Linked DNA regions of Anser cygnoides: regions 1 and 3 are each linked to region 2. A link is a contact called in public Hi-C data. All regions are on one chromosome and are shown on one strand. The core of a region is the stretch at or near the end of the contact, and the rest is flanking DNA. Distances in the headings are between cores, read along the strand shown. Region 1 overlaps LOC106038726. Region 2 overlaps MKLN1 (muskelin 1). Region 3 overlaps LOC106038726.

Region 1 (3,265 bases), core at 630-3,129, 220 kb after region 2:
CCACTTCTCTCTAGTGGCTTCACGCTAAGCGAATGAAATCAAATTCACTTGTTACCTGGGTCGTGTGAAAATAGTCTGTGAGAGCTGAGAATTGCTGCAGCTAGGAATTCTTCCGAGGGACAGGGTAAGCCATACAGGATTAATTGCAATTAATGGCTAAGCTGTGTTCCTGTAGCAGTTAGTGCTGATGCTCAGTGCTTCCGCTGGGCTGCGAGCAGATCAGAGCCCCAAACTAGGCTGGCTGAAGAACAGGATGAGTTTGGTGGATGATGGTTATCAACATCGGTGCAATAAGATCGGTTTAATTAAAACTCTGCAGTCAGACGTTGTATATTCTTGTATTTCTGCTGCTGTGCTAACAGGCAGAACTCAGCTAACCGAGCAGCCGGCTGTCCAGTGCCAGCAGGACTTTGACACCTCCAGTGTGCAACCCAACAGGAAAAAATCGTGCAAATGAATTTGTTCAATAATTAACTGCATGTATGTATATTTCTTTTAATGAGTATTTCTCTGGACTTAACAAATAACTATTGAAAGGCTGGCTTTCAGCTTCTTTGGTCAAAAGTAGTAAAATGTGTTAAAATACGTTTGCTCCGTGTCAGAAGCTGACCAAGTAGTGGTTCAGTGTGCTGTAGGAACAGTCATATTGCCTTTTTATTCCATTTCAGCTGGTTTTGTAAGTGGTAAGCTATTTTTCAAATATCTGTACATACTATATACATTAATTCTATTCACCAGACATTACATACACGTATACATATTCTCCATCTATTTCCAAGCGACGAGAGGAAAGCTTGACCTGCGTGTGTGGCAAGAAACGTGGACACGAGGAGAGCAGAGAGCTTCCCGCTCCAAGTCTTTCTCCCCGGCTTGCTAGGTCATGCCTGGTGCATATTTGTGTGCCTCGGTTCTGCTGTCAGAACGAGGAGGTTAGCGTTTGGAATTGCTCACAGGATCAGAAATTCTTGAGCGATTTCTAAACCCGTATGAAAACATGAGATGGAAACTTCTGAAAAAAAAAATAAAGAAAAAAAATTGTGCCAGCGTTTTAGGCCAGCTTTTATACCTGAACTAAAATTTTGCAATAATGAGTTGCACATACATGCAAATACAGAACCTACCTCTTTTTTGTCCTTTCTTTCAACTCTCTTTAACCACAGCACACATCAAAGTGTTACCAAAAGATTGAGCGTAGGAATTTATGTTTGGAGAGCATTATCCATAGATGACTTCATGTTTATTCCAGCCTTCCCTATTTTCAGGTTCTGAAACTCTTTTGTAATTTTTTCCATTTGATTTGAATCGAAGCCATTTTGAAAAAGCAAATTATTTTGGTTTCCTTAATGCAAACTTCCAAAATTTACCTCCAGCTTTAATAAAACTCTACTGCTCAAACCTTTTTTTTCCTAAGCTGTAGAACACAGTGAATGAGAATAAATAGAAGCTGGCATGTTTCTTCTTGTGCAGTTTTATTGGTGTGCATGTTTGTTCATTTGTCTGTTAACTTGTAGAATTCCATGATCTTACAAAGTGGTTTGCGGTTTGGTTTGAATTGGTGAGACTTTCCTATTTTTCACATTTTAACCGTTACTGACATTTTAATGCAGTAGAAACAATGCAGCAGAAGAGCCACAAGTTTTTTTCTTTGAAAATAGCCATTAGATGTTATGGTGCTTTATTGCCCTGCTTTTAGGAGGTTTTGAGAGTTTCTTGATGAATTTCTGGGCATATCTTTTATGGGGTGTTACAGAGCCACATTGATCTGTATTTGCATGCCCAGCTGCCAAAAGCCTGCTAACAAATTGGGTGACAGACACTCCAAAATCTGTATTTTCTTCACATCTCTGATTTGTAGGGTTGGCTAGAGCACTTGCTGAATTTTAGGTACATTACCCGGGTTGCTCCTTTCAGGATTTGACTCTTTACCTCCGGTTGCACAGTTACACGTTGTGTCTTCTCCATTCCTTATCTCACAAGTGAGGGGAAGCCTGGCTGGTGCCCTCGGCGTGGAACCGAGCCGCAGCACGTTGGGCTTGGTTCGCTCAGAGCTGTGGGACTGCTGGAACGCCCAGGGGCACGCGGACAGCTGCGTTTTCTTGTAAAAAGCAGCACTGCGTGCTGTACACGCTGTAACAACAATACCACTGAAGCAAGAGGTCACATTGATCCACGCTGGAGTTCACCAGTACTACGCTTTGCACTGAGGTCAGTAATGAACTGAAACAACCTTTCCAGCATTTGCTTTTCCTCCTCGCGGTGCCAGCGGAGGAGCTGGGAACGGCCTCCTGGAGTTTTCAGGGAAACTCATTGTTCACGTAAACCCTGGGAAGGAATTTCCCTTCCTTCTTGGCCTGCTAGGTATGCAGTGAACCATTCAGTTTGCTTTAGCTGCATACCATCTGCATTTTATTTTTGTTTTGTTTACTGACTTTCCGCCCGTGTTGGTACTTCTTTTAGCATGGGTATATTGTTGTGTAGTCCGCCTTTGTCAACAGGGCTCTGCCGCTCTTTGTTCGCTCCGAGCAGCCTCGCGTTATGCAAGTTGGGGTTTGGAACAGAGCTCCTCGTGGAAAAAAACTGAAATTGGGGGAAATTCTACCTGTATTGTGCCTGCAGTAGAATGGGCATTGACTGCTTTGATTGTTTAGAGCTGCTGCTGTTTGTCTGGCATGCGTGCAGTTCTGTACTTTGTACTCACGTAGCACTGTGTGCAGGGACCTGCAGTCCTTGGGGCGCGCTGCTCGAGCGAGGAGCACAAACCCAGCTTCTTCCTTCTCCACCGCTTGTGGCTCTGCTCAGCATCTGCTTTTACTTTCCCTCCGCTTCTTTCTCCCCGCTGCTTTGAGCTTTGCTGGAAGAATCGCTCCTTCCTGAGATGCCTTTAGCCTCAGTCACCTGTTCCATGGTGAAGCTGGTGCCGCGAGGAGATCCCAGCCCCACAGCACCAAGGATCCCAGCTCCACGGCACCAGGGCTGTTGGAGCTGGAGGAGCCCCGTATGCAGCTGGGTTTGCGATGTCCCTAAGCGGACCGTTCAGGTGGGGACTTCGCTGTGGCCAAACACCGGAGCAGCGGTGCTGATTCTGGACTAAACCCTGCTGCTGGAGGCTTTGCAGAGCACCGTGCAAAGAAGGTCAGCAGCTCGGCACAAACCCTCGAGGCTGGGTTAGAGGAATGTGACCTTGTGGCTCCAGCACCCAGGCTACATCCGTGCGTTCCTGCGGTGCCGTGGCCAAGCTAATCAAACCACCCCGAGATGCCAGGAG
Region 2 (3,343 bases), core at 108-2,607:
TTAAGTTTTTTTCCAACTGAAGACCCATTTTTAAAAAACAGCACACATGCCTTCAGAGTGACTGGCCTCATGTTAGAAAGAACTTAAATACAACAATGCTGCCAGCTCCAGAAAGGGGTAGTGGCAGCCAATTACCAAATACCATATAGCAAATAGATGGAGATGTTTTCTCAGAATACAAAATCTAGCAGCCACCTGATGAAATACTGAATCCAGACAGGAAAGAGCCGATAGCTCTAGCATGAACTTTTCTCCATCCCCATTCATAAAGGGAGGAACGGTTTCCTTCACTTCTAATAAACAGTACCATGTACGCTGGAATTAACAACTTCCATTTTGACTGAATTTGTTGCACTGACAATGAACCCTGGCCTTGAGCATTTCCTACAGGAAAAATTTAATATAAGGACTTACTTCTCCTCCATCCTCCAGTAAAGGAAGAGCTCATACAGCTTCCCCCTTTCATGTGTCTTTTTTCTAAAGACTCTGGGAGAGGTGCCTGAAGGGAACTCAGTTGTCTTTAAGATTAACAACCACTGCATGGTTATAAGTAGTTATTGAGTTACTTGGGAGGTATGATCGTGTGGGATTGCTTTCTAAAGAAACCCGCGTGGAGGTTAGAAATAGTACTCCTTTCATCAACTTACCAGCTGTTCCTCACAATGTCATAAATCCAGAAAGAATTCCTTACATTCTCTTCCCGCTTCTCCTTGTCTTTACTGAGCCCTGACAAGACATGGATTTCATTCAGTTCTGGATCAATGGTAGCCCTTTGAGTGAAACCTGTCATTGGAACTGACAAAAAGAGAAGTTACACACTAAAAATGCAGGAGTACACAAGAAAGGATCCAAGCACCAGACAAAAGCATTTTTCTCCCTCTGAACTTCAGCACATTTTCCGATTTCCATGGTGCAAGCAGGAGATTTCATTTAACTAACTTCTCAGTATTCTGGGATAAAGAGCATCTTACATCTAACCTCACTACCTAGTTCCCCTATTTTCTTCTTTTTAAGTACTTTCACCTCTTCATCTGTCACATAAAACCAATTCCAATGGACTGAGTGAAGCCAAGCCAGTATTTTTTTTTCCTCTTTCAGTATTCTTGTTAACTGCCACAACTTAAAACTGAAGCAGCACATCTCTAAAAGAGGAGCTGTGTAGAAGTCACCAAGCAAACAATTTACTTCTCGCGTGTGCCCTCCAAAACCACATGAGAGGGACCAGAGCAAGAAACGTCACCCAGAAGCTGACTCCTTCCTTCCCCCATAAGGGTAGGTCCTGGGTAACTTTGCTCATTCCTTTCCTCTTTGTGATGCCTGGAGGCACAGAAAAAACATCCAGAGAGCTGCTGTTTCCTAGGGCGAGATATGGACAGGGCTTTGGGAAACTCTGTCTCCAAAATTAGAATAAAACTGCATTGCAATAGAGCTAGGCAATCCCTGCAAGATATGAATGGAATAATTATTATTAGCTCATCTGTAAAAGGAAGCATTGATTCCCACATAACTGAAAAAGCTGGAAACTCAAAAAAATTCAAGATGAACTCACAACTACATAGCTCACAGCTTTGTGTTGCTTCTTTTAGGAAAAATATTTCAAGGAAAGGGTTGTTTTGTTTTTGGTATTTTCTGAATACTTATGGTATAATTATCAGGCTATTCTTCTGCTCCACCTTCAGGTTCAGAAGTATGGTGAAATACTGAGGATTCCAGCAGTTTTCATCATAATTCCCCGAAAAAAGGTCAGCAAATTTGTTTGGCAGTCCTTTTTGTTTGTTGTATAATTCCCATTTCCTGTTTCCCTAGGCAACCATCCTTCCAAAATGTATTTGTGAAGAGCACGTGATCTTTGTTTACAGATCCTGTTTGTCTCATTTCTCTTTCTGGGTCAGTTTACAAAGGCTGGTAAAGGGTCCTGGCCTCCGATCAAGATTTTGGCATGAAAAATTCTCAGAACTCTTGTATTTTGCAAATTCTTCCCTGCAATTAACTGTGAACGACACACACGGCCTAGAAAACAAGCCCTGTGCTAATAAAGCCGTTTAATATCGCTGTTTAAGGATACACAAACCGGTATTTTGTAAGCCTCTTCTGTAATAGGTTTTGGTCTCATGCTTCTCTGTTTTCATTTGGTGCGCCAGGAAAGTAATAAATGTCAATGTAAAAATTCTGGGCAGCATTTGGTTTTCTACAGCATAAGCCCTTACCAAAATCTTTAGTAAAGCCAAAAAATAAACATTTCTTAAAATGCTTAATTCTTATGTAAACCTAAGCAGAAACTGAAATATATTGGGGTATTTCATTTTCAGAGCCCTGTTGACAAACTCCTTGCTTATTGTTTTTATGGAAAAGCCTTCAGAGCCCTCATCAGCATCAGCCTCCCTGTTTTGACCTTCAATTTTGCCATGAAGTTTAAAGGAAAATTCATCCGGTTTATAAGCAAATTGGTACAGAGCAGAGGAAAAAAAAAGCAAGGAACAATGCTGGCACAAGAACACCTACGTACCTTGTTTGAGCTGCAAAACCACAAGGAAGCTTTTTAATCCAACTAAAGAGTACTGTGAAAGTCACCCAATAAAGAAATCGAGAGCAAAAAGACAATCGAAGACCAAAAATCGTTAATTTTTAGTAAGTATCATGTAACGTGTTTCTTTGCATAGTCAGGGACTGAATTGTTGACCCAGAAGGATTAAACTCAAGGCATATTTGAGATATTTTTGGCAGGAGAGCCATCTAAATTTGATCAGCAATGCTAATGTAGATGGCAAATGTCTATGCAACCCTATCTGCTGCTTTGAACATTCGAGACCATGCCGTGTTTTTAGAAAAAAAAAAAAGCATGCAAATCTTCAGAGCATTAATACCTCAGGCTCACTGAAATGAAAATTATTATAATCATGAAGAATATGGTTAGCATATTACCATTGATACAGAAAGCATATGAAACTCGTCTACGGAAGTCTCATCCCTCCTCCTGAAATATCGTTAAATAAATGCATTTTGTATCTAGCTTATGCTTGATTTTCTGAAGCTGAAATTATTATTTAAATAACGAAGGAGGGAAAAGTCTCCAAAGTTCAGTGCCTCTGTTTTTTAATCTTGGTAATAAAATATGATTCATCTGCAGTAACTGCAATCAAAACCAAATTCAAGTCAAGTAATTCCGAGCTTCCCTCAGCAGTACATTAATCTCCTCTTGAGACTGTTCCAAATGCAGAAAGTCTAGAAAAAAATTATACCCAAAAATATATATAATATGGATTTAGTAGGGGCCTAAGACAAGGAACAACTTGCAAAAACTCTGACCTTAGTAACTGTATAGAAGTCATACTGAAGCAGTGCC
Region 3 (3,408 bases), core at 413-2,912, 140 kb after region 2:
CAGCACCGGAGCCGCAGCCGGGAGCGGGGGAGCCGCAGCACCGGGGATCCCGCAGGCGGCTGGGGCTGGGAGCATCCCCGCTGCGCAAGGTGCCGCGGCGGTCGGGGCACGGGGTTTTGCCAGGGGGGGAAAGGAAGGGGAGGGGAATAATAGTAATAATAATGGTGGTAGTAATAATGACAATAATAGTGATAGTAATAATGGTAACGATGATAATAATGATGATAATGATGAAAATGATGATAATAATGATGAAAACGGCAATAGTAATGACGAAAACGGTAATAATGATGATAAAAAAGTAGTAATAATGATGAAGACGATAATAATAATGATGAAAACTGTAATAATAATAATGAAAATGGTAATAATGACGATGAAAACGCTAATAATACTGATGAAAATGAGAATAATACTGATGCTAACGGTGATAGTACTGATGCTAACGGTGATAATACTGATGCTAACGGTGATAATACTGATGTTAATGGTGATAATACTGATGTTGAGGACAATAATACTGATGTTGAGGATGATAATACTGATGTTGAGGATGGTAACACTGATGTTGAGGATGGTAACACTGACGATAATAAAGCCAACGCTAATCAGTCAGCGAGAAGGGAGCCCAGCACGGTGTTTTGGCCGCAGAGCCGAGCCCGCTCACAGCAGCCCCAGCAGCAGCAGCAGCAGAAGTAGCACCAGCAGCACCAGCAGCACCAGCAGCAGCAGCAGCAGTAGCAGCAGCACCAGCAGCACCAGCACCAGCAGTAGCAGCAGCACCAGCAGCACCAGCACCAGCAGCACTAGGGCGGCGTGGGGCCGGGGGTGGCGGCGGGTCCGGCGGCGTGGCGTGACGTGAAAGTCCCCTTTAAGTTTCCACGGAGAGGCCTCCGGGTGTCACATGATGGACATGATATAATGAAACAACATTGTGCGGAGGGAAGCATTAGGGGAGCCCGGGGCGGCGGTGCTGCTGCTGCTGCTGCTGGTGGCGGCGGAGTGTGGATTGGGGGGGGGGGGGGGGGCGGCGACAGGCGACATGCGGGACCCCCCTGGCTCGCAACACCTGCACCTGTCCCGGGGCGATGGGGGGCTGCGTGGGGCGGCCAACGCTGAGGTGAGTGAGGAGGAGGAGGAGGAGGAGAAGGAGGAGGAAGGGGAGGACGGAGTGGGGGGGGGGGGAGGTCTGCGCGGAGGCGGCCGGAGCGCTGGGCGCGGCGGGGGTGCCGCGTTTGCTCGGCCGGTTGCGAGCGTGCGAGGGGAGCGTAGAAAAAAAAAAAACAAACAGTATTAAAAAAAAAATAAAAGGGGTGAAAAGAGAAAGGGGGGGGGGGAAGGTGTGCGGGTTCAGGGGGGCCCCCCCCCCCCGGCGGTGCCGGCGCCATGTTTGCGCGGCGGAGGTCGGGGGAGCCGCGGAGCCCCCGCGGAGCTGCGCCCGCCTCGATGTCCGCATTCCAGCTCATGTTGCGCAGATAAAATTCAAACTTGAGGTAAACACAGGCGGCGGGGGGGGTGGGGGGGGAGGAGAGGAGGAGGAGGAGGCGGGGGAGGAAGGAGGGAGGCAGGCTCCGTCCCGCTCCCACCCCCTGCCCTCGCCCCCCTTGCACCTGGCTGCCCGCGCCCTGCCCCGAGCCCCCCGGGAGAAGGGGGAGCGGGGGGAGGGGGTGCTGCGCTTTTAAATTAATTTAATTTAATTAAGGGACACCCCCCTCCTCCTTCTCTTTCTGCTCGTCTTCCCGCACGCCGCCTGTAGGGAGAGGATAAACTCCGCGGGCGCGGCAGGTGCGCGGGGCCGGTGTCGCGACAGGGCGCTGTGTCGCGACAGGAGGGCGCGCAGGGCGGGCACGGAGGGGTTTTTGGGGTGCCTTTTTTATTTGGGGGGGGGGGAAGGAAAGAGGAGGAGGTTTGGCGATGTTGTTTTCCTCACAGCGAGGATACGTGTGTGGGGGGGGTGGAAGCAAACAACCCCCCCCAGTAAAGAAATAAAAATAAAAAATGAAAATAAAGCAGCGGCAGGCAGCGCACCCGCGACAGCCCCCGGAGCACCGAGGGGTGTGTGTGTGTGTGTGGGGGGGGGTTAGGGCTGCGTTTCGAAGTGCGTATGGAAAAAACAAAATGTGGCCGGGGGGGGGGGGGGGGGGGGGGGGACAAGAAGCGGGGGGGGGGGGGGGGAGGCGGGGAGGGAAGCGCCGCTGCCTCGCCAGCCCCGGGCCTGTGACACGGGCGGTTTCGCTGGCAGCGGGTATATTTAGCACTTCCCCGAGCCCTTCGTGTGCTCCTGCCGCCGTGCGAGCGCTCGGTAATTAATTGACGCGGCTCTCGGCGGTGGTCCCGGGGTTAATGGTGGCCCCCCGGGGTTAATGGTGGCCCCCCGGGGCTTGTGGTGGCTCCCCGGGGTCGTGGTGGTCCCGCGGCCCCACAGGTGGGTGCGTGGGGTTCGGTGCTGAGGGGAGCCGGGGGGGGTTGTTTGGGGTGCTGCGGGTTGTGGGGTGTCGGAGGGAAGGGGGAAGCGTGGTGGGTTTTGGGGCGCTGGAAGGGGTGGGGGTGTTGGGGAGGTGATGGGGAGGTGTTGAGAGAGGGGTTTCGGGAGGCTTGAGGGAATGGTGGTGTTGGGAGGGGGGGCATTGTGGTGAGTGGGGTTTTGGGGTGCTGGAGGATGACGGTGAGATGTTGAGGAGAAGAGGGGTTTTGGGGTGCCGGAGGGGATGGCGGTGGTGGGAAGGTGACGGCGATGTGTTGACTGAGGGGGTTTTGGGGTGCTTGAGAGGGAACGGTGCTGGAAGAGGGGCACCGTGGCGTTGAGGAGCGAGGTTTTGGGGTGCCGGAGGGAATCGTGGTGGAAGGGGACGGAGGGAATGCCGTGGTGCTGAGGAGCTGGGTTCTGGTGCGCGTGAGGGAGCGGCAGGGATCGGAGGGGACCCTGTGGCGTCGAGGAGCGGGGTTTAGGGTGCATGAGGGGACGATGATGCCAAGAGAAGATCCTGGAGTGGTGAGGAGACCCCATGGCGTTGAGGTGTGGGGTTTTGGGGTGCCTGAGGGAATGGTGGTGTTGAGGGGGGGACGCTGTGGTGATGAGGGGACGCTGTGGCGATGGAGGGGCTGGGTTTGGGGGTGCCTGAGGGTATGGTGGTGTTCAGAGGGGTCCCTGTGTTGGGGAGCCAAGTCTTGGGGTGCCTGAGGGAACGGTGGTGCCCAGAGAGGTCCCTGTGGCATCAAGGAGCTGGCTTTGGGGCGCTGTGGCGATGAGGCGCAGAGCCTTGGGGCGCCTGAGGGAATGGTGGTGCTGAGAGGAGACGCTGCGGCAATGGAGGAGCTGGATTTGGGGGTGCGTGAGGGAACGGTGGCGTTCACCGGGGTCCCTGTGGCAAGGAGCAGAGCCTTGGGGTTTCTGAGGGAACGGTGGTC

What was found. A called contact is a pair of places that touch in the nucleus more often than the background predicts.
Region 1: a contact with region 2 is called in a Hi-C map of liver, with 2.5 times the contacts expected there. The contact joins two enhancer-like sites. A contact is called at or near these places in 2 of 7 Hi-C or Micro-C datasets (both in liver).
Region 3: a contact with region 2 is called in a Hi-C map of liver, with 2.0 times the contacts expected there. The contact joins two enhancer-like sites. A contact is called at or near these places in 3 of 7 Hi-C or Micro-C datasets (granulosa cells and liver).

The regions. Positions count from the first base shown.
Region 1 is chr1:3,862,267-3,865,531 of Taihu_goose_T2T_genome, forward strand. All of the region lies in intron 4 of LOC106038726, which reads left to right. Among named protein-coding and RNA genes, the nearest start is that of IL2RA, 110 kb to the right of the region's middle. Within about 2 kb of position 1,880, at least 2 of the 3 cell types and tissues checked have open chromatin away from gene starts, as enhancers often do. A contact at or near this core is called in liver, where this site is marked.
Region 2 is chr1:3,645,839-3,649,181 of Taihu_goose_T2T_genome, forward strand. It overlaps MKLN1 (muskelin 1), which reads right to left. Exons shown (of 17, transcript XM_067001431.1): 13 at 648-795. Among named protein-coding and RNA genes, the nearest start is that of PODXL, 71 kb to the left of the region's middle. Within about 2 kb of position 1,358, at least 1 of the 3 cell types and tissues checked has open chromatin away from gene starts, as enhancers often do. A contact at or near this core is called in liver, where this site is marked.
Region 3 is chr1:3,783,964-3,787,371 of Taihu_goose_T2T_genome, forward strand. It overlaps LOC106038726, which reads left to right. Exons shown (of 7, transcript XR_010833549.1): 2 at 1-1,120. Among named protein-coding and RNA genes, the nearest start is that of MKLN1, 61 kb to the left of the region's middle. Within about 2 kb of position 1,663, at least 1 of the 3 cell types and tissues checked has open chromatin away from gene starts, as enhancers often do. A contact at or near this core is called in liver, where this site is marked.